2 separate regions of the Sus scrofa genome follow, and region 2 is linked to region 1. The links are chromatin contacts, called in public Hi-C maps. All regions are on one chromosome and are shown on one strand. Each heading gives the region's core, a stretch centred on a gene start, on an enhancer-like site or on the middle of the called end of the contact. The rest is flanking DNA. Distances are from core to core; before and after follow the strand shown.

Evidence for each region. Hi-C and Micro-C count contacts between places; a contact is called where the count stands out from the background.
Region 2: a contact with region 1 is called in a Hi-C map of liver, with 2.3 times the contacts expected there. The contact joins the promoter of DNAJA1 here to the promoter of B4GALT1 in region 1. A contact is called at or near these places in 3 of 47 Hi-C or Micro-C datasets (heart right ventricle, liver and skeletal muscle) and 1 of 2 datasets of contacts at active chromatin or transcription factors (alveolar macrophages).

What each region holds. Positions count from the first base shown.
Region 1 is chr10:33,315,907-33,318,618 of Sscrofa11.1, reverse strand. B4GALT1 (beta-1,4-galactosyltransferase 1) reads right to left here and starts at 1,324. Exons shown (of 6, transcript XM_003130680.4): 1 at 706-1,324. The coding sequence starts at 1,126.
Region 2 is chr10:33,444,245-33,447,133 of Sscrofa11.1, reverse strand. It overlaps DNAJA1 (DnaJ heat shock protein family (Hsp40) member A1), which reads left to right and starts at 1,578. Exons shown (of 9, transcript NM_001244163.1): 1 at 1,578-1,710; 2 at 2,764-2,889. The coding sequence starts at 2,774.

The DNA of each region.
Region 1 (2,712 bases), core at 75-2,574:
AACAAATAAGGGCAAGAAGCAGGGTAGGAGGGCCATAGGGCTGATCTTCCCTGAGGAGGGATTCACACAGGGGAGGAACAGAACACAACAGTGACAATTTACTCAATGAAAACTCTTGTTTATACTATGTCATCTAATCTTCCAAAATACTCCCCTGAAACAGGTACCACTTATTGTTCCCTTTTAGCAAATGAGAAACCAGAGCTTTCCGGGCAAGTCATTTGCCCAAAAGCTCAGGAAAAAAAGTTAGCACACACTCAGGAGATAGCAGTTCTCTGGGAAGACAGGAGACGTGATCTGGGAGGTCGGCTCCCTTCCCTACTGGAGGCCTCACCATCGCTAGAGCTCGTTTCTCTGCGCTGCACTGTAGTGCCTACCACAGCTAGCAGGGCGAAGGCTGCTCCAAGTCGACTCAAACTCTCAAAACTTCTTGAGGTTTGGGCCAGAGCAAGGAAGTCTCCAAGGCCTTCTCCGGTTCTGGGGCCAAGAAGGGCCTAGGCTTTCCTAAACCGTCCCCGCCCCAGCCTCTAACACCAGTCCGAAGGGATTCACCTCCCAACCTCCCACCCCCATCCAGCCGGGAACCTCTGTTTGGGATTAGGGACTCTGATCCACAATAAAGAGACCGGCTGTCATAGAAAAGGTCAGGGGAGAACGTCCGGGGGATCCTGTCTGGGAAATTCGGGGAAGTCCCCGAATCCTTACCGAGCAGCGGGGACTCCTCAGGGCATGCGGGCGGCAACCGTGCTGCGGTGGAGGGCACTGGGGCCGAAGTCAAGTTGCTGGCGGGTCCCGGGCCCGGGCGAGAGTCTGCGTCTGGGCTGGAGTCGCCACCCGAGCTCGGCTTGGAGGAGGCGCGCAAAGGCGGCTGCGGTGCGGCCCCTCGGGGCCGGAGCTCCCCGGAGGGCTGCCCGATGGCGGCGGCGCTGTTAGAGCCGCCCTGCAGCGGTGTGGGGACCCCGACCAGCTGAGGCAGGCGGCTTAGGTCGCGGCCAGTCAGGTAGTAGATGAGGGTGACGCCAAGATGCAGCGCGCAGACAGCCACGAGCAGGCGGCAGGCCCGTTGCAAGGACGCGCCCGGCATCGTCGCGGCGCTGCCGCCCAGGAGCGGCTCCCGAAACCTCATCTTCCCGCCGCCGCTTTAAGAGGGGGTGGGCTACGGTGGGGAGGGCGGCCCGCCCGCGGGCCGCCAGCCAGGCACTGCCCGACCACTGTAATTGGGGGAGGGACCAGTGGGAAGGCGAGGGAGCGGCGCCGGCGGACAAGCCGCGGAACTCGGAGACTGGCCGGCTCCACAGCCGAGCAAGCAGAAGTGCGCCTGGGGCGCGGGCGCGGACAGGGGCGGGGCCGGGGCCTCCAGCGGGGCGGGAGCGGGGCAGCTGGTAGGAGCAGGGTTTTCGGAACGGGGGCTGGAGGGCGGGGCCTTCGGGGGCGGGGCCTCTGGAGCTGCTGGTGTCGGAGCACTTTCGGGAATACTTTGCAATCCGCAGGCATGGGGCTGGGGCTTCAGGCTCCCACCTGCCCTCCTCCCCAGCCTGCTCAGTGGGCCTTTGGCCCTACTAAACCGAGCTTCCTCCTCTTCCTCTTCCTCCGAGCTGTCCCCGAGAGGTGCCGCCACTTCCTGCAGTGCCGAAGGGCTAGGGTATGCGCCTGGGCCTGCTGCGCGGCAGCAGAGAAGAGGGCGGAGAAAAGAGCAGGCTGGTTGTGATCTCGAGGGGTTGGGAGTCCTAGCGGTGGGCCTTTCCGGACGGTGGGCCTCTGTAGGCCTGCGGGGTCCGGAAGAGAAGCAGAAAAAGGTTGCCCAGGAAACGGCTTCGACGGCCGGCCGGAGGTAGGACAACCGAAGAGGGATTCTCTGAAACATTCGGAACACCCTCCCTTGGCCGAGCGAGGCTCCTCTATCTAGGTGAGGGCCCAGCAAAGAGGCACGGAAAAGAAAACGCTCACTCTCCTAAAGCCAGGGTTAGGGGATCTCAAAGACCCGCCCAGCTCGGTTTAGGGGTGTGTGGGTGCCTCTTCTAGCGCATCCCACACCATGCTTTGAGTGGGAGAGTGGCAAAGCGCCTCAGTAACTCCCACACCGCCATGCTGGAGGAGAGCAGCCAGCTTTATTTACAGTCTACACGGGCCTGGACACAATCCCATGGAGTGGGACTTGTCCCCATTTTACAGAGAATGTTTGAAGCTCAGGAAAATTAAGAAGCTTGCCTAAGATCCCACAGCTGGTGAGAGGCAGAAGCAGAATTCTGGCTCTAAAACCTTTGCTTACCACTTGTTAATATGCAAGTAAGGGCTGGAAACTGTGCAGGTGAGTTTTAGGCGCTGAAGTTGCTTAGTTCTAATTTGACCCAGAGGCCACTGGTCCTGCCCACTGATTGCCTGAAAGAGCAGAGACACCTCATTCCTGAGAAGGACTGGTGGAGGTGCTGTCATTTACATGAATGGGGAAGCTGAGGGCTGAGGCAGCCAACTCTGAAGAGGAGGAAATAATAACAATGCTTCCATAGACTGAGTTTCCTATATGCCAGGAAGTCTAGTTGCAACACTGTGAATTAGGCATTTGTTAACTGTTGCCATTTCACAGAGGAGAAAACTGAGGCTTGGGTATCACAGGGTTGTGATCACACAGAATCATCTTTCTTCCCTTGGCTTCCTGGACACCCAGCTTTCCTGATCTTCACTGGCCACTCCTTTGCCTCTTTTGTGGGCTTC
Region 2 (2,889 bases), core at 329-2,828, 130 kb before region 1:
TGGAGCACAAGCAAAAACAGGTGAAAAAGTGCATTTGGGAAAATGCAGATAGTGACAACTTAAAGAGATAAGGCTGAGGTGATAAGCTTGGGGATAACTCCAGGGTAAAGTTCAAAATCCTTAGTTGAGTAAGATACACCAACAGGTGCTCTCCAACTACCTCTGAGGCCTCACCTCCTGTCACTCCAGCTCTTAGCTCTGGCTATAGTCAAATAACTGCAATTTCCTAAAAGCATCATATTCTTTCACACCTTAACCTTAGGTTCCCTTGCACTTTGTCCTTTTCTGGGAATACTCCTCTTCTTTCAAAACTCAGCTCAACTGCCACTTTCCCAAAGGAGCTTTCTCTGTTCCATCAAGTGAACATACAAGATCTTTCCTCGCTGAACTCTATCTTCCACTTCCCTTATAGTTAGTTCACTTCTCGTCTCCCTACTAAAATGTGTACAGAGCTTATTCAACTTTACATCTTCTCCGATGCTAGATACTCCAATGTTTTGTTATTAAATAAAGAAAACAGACCACATTTGCCATTATGCCCCAGGCTCAACATCTGAAAGCCCCAAGGACTCATTTTGCAAACTACAGATTCAGACTCACAGACTGGTAGAACTTAATTGTTAGGTCCAATAATTAAAACCATCCGTGTAATAATCTATGTAGGAAAAGAATCTGATGAGGAATGGCTATATGTATAACTGATATACTGATTTCAAGTGAACTGATGACACCTGAAACATGTTTATAAGTCAACTCTAATAACATTTATTTAAAAAAAAAAAGTTTGCCACTCTTGGTGTTACTGTGCCTAGGCTAGCCAAACCAGGTGAATGCCTGGCCTGAGAGGTTCCAAGGCCCTGGGTTTGCACCAAAGTATTCCAAACGTTTCCCTGTTTAGAGCTGCCTGAGCACAACGTATTACAAGGCCCAAAGTATATATCGTGTGTACAGGGGCCAAAACTTGCACGGAGGGTTCTTCCAACTTCGCAGTTCAGTGAATTACGAGGCTTTGGACAGCGCGTTAAAAAAAGCAAGATCCAAGGCCTGAGACTGTTCAGGAGCCCACAACCGTCTTGATCAGAAGTTCATGCTCCATGGCTTCCCAGAACCTCAGGTCTAAGAAACTAAACCGGTTAGAGACGCCAAAAGCGGTGTCAAACGCGCCGGCGGAGAGCAGGTGCGGCAAGGCTTTGTTCTGAGAGATTCCTGTACCGCACACCGCCCCGGCCAGCGTCCCTGTTCCCCAGCTCTCCGAGCTCTAGCAAGCGGCGGTGGCGGCGGCTCTCCTGATTGTGAATCCTGAGTTGGCCCGGAACGGAATCGCAGCGCTACTGGGCAAATCCCTGTTCCCGCCCAAGACTTCCAGACTTTAGGGCCCGCTGGGTGGAGGAAGGGGATCCAGAAAGTTCTACGAGCTGCAGGAACCCAGTCTTGAGCCCACCCCCACAAGGCCCTTCAGCTGAGTCCCTCCCACTCCGAGCACCCCCGCGCCGTTGCCCAGGTAACCGCGGGGCGGTGGCAGCAGCCGGAGGGGGTGGGACTTCCGGCGGGTGACGCGCCGCGACTCGGCTACAAAAGACGACGGTTGCGGCGCGCCGGGCGGAACTTTCCAGAACGCTCGGTGAGAGGCGGAGGAGCGGCGGCTGCCCGAGCTGCGCACAGAAACGCGCTCCTTCCCGCTCCCCCACATCGGCCTCGGCCCGCTCACCGGTGAGTTTCTGCTTTCACGCTTCCTCTGGTCCCCAGGCCTGCGCCATTAGCGGCTCCGGGAACTGGGATGGAGCCGCGGTCAAGTGGCGGTTGGCTCCGCGTGGGCTGCGGGGCTGTCGGTTCCTGTATCCTCGATTCCCTTTCTGTAGAATTGATGGGGGTGTCCCGGCAGCCCTTGCTGGTGCGCAACGGCTGGGCCCGATACCGTTCCAGAAGCTTTCCCCTCGCCTATCTAGCCGGGGGTCTCCAAGGATCTGCCGCCTCCGGGTTTCCCTCCGCCCGCCCTCGCTGGGGGTGGGGTGGGGGTGGGGGCGATTCTGCGCGCACGCGCAGGAGGAGCCAGGGGCGAGGGGCTGCGGGAGGAGCTTGGCGGAGGCTGCGGTTTTCGCATCTCCGGTCTCCCCTCCTTCTCTTTGTTGAGGGTTGGGCTTCTCCCACCCCTTCGCTCCTGAGTCGGAGGAAGAAAGGAAGGAAGCCCAACGCTCGGCGCTAAGTGCAGGGGGAAACCTAAGAACATGTAAGCTATGCTGGCTTGTGGGGCAAGAGGGGTTCGGCGTTCAAAGCAGAGAAGCTGTAGGTCCTGTGATTGAGAAACAGTCTCAGGATTGAGGGGGAGGGGAGCTTGCTTTCTGGAGCTTCCTCCCCGCCTTGTGCCCAGACGTCTTTTCTAGGAAGTGTATGGTTTATCAGATTTACCAAAGATGATAATGACAGTGGACTGAACCTATTAGTGCGTCTTGTCTTTACTGCCCTGTCATTAATGGGGAGGGGAGACAGGAAGAATCGAGATGGAGGTTTTCAGGTGGAAAGTGGGAACAAAGTAGTATGGGAGGTTTCTTAATTATTCCCTGATAATTATTAGCTTATATTTAGTCTGTTAGAATTTAATGGCTGAATTATCAAAGGACTTGTTACCGTCTCTGTGAAATTTAGGGAAGGTGATGTTCTTATGATCAGATTTGGCAAAGAACAAATTTCTTTGCCTAAACTCTTGATTTTTACTAATTAAAACTACCAGTTGAAAGTAGTTAAAATTGAACTTTTTTATTTCAGGCTGTAGAAAATGGTGAAAGAAACCACTTACTATGATGTTTTGGGGGTCAAACCCAATGCCACCCAAGAAGAATTGAAAAAGGCTTACAGGAAACTGGCCTTGAAGTACCACCCTGATAAGAATCC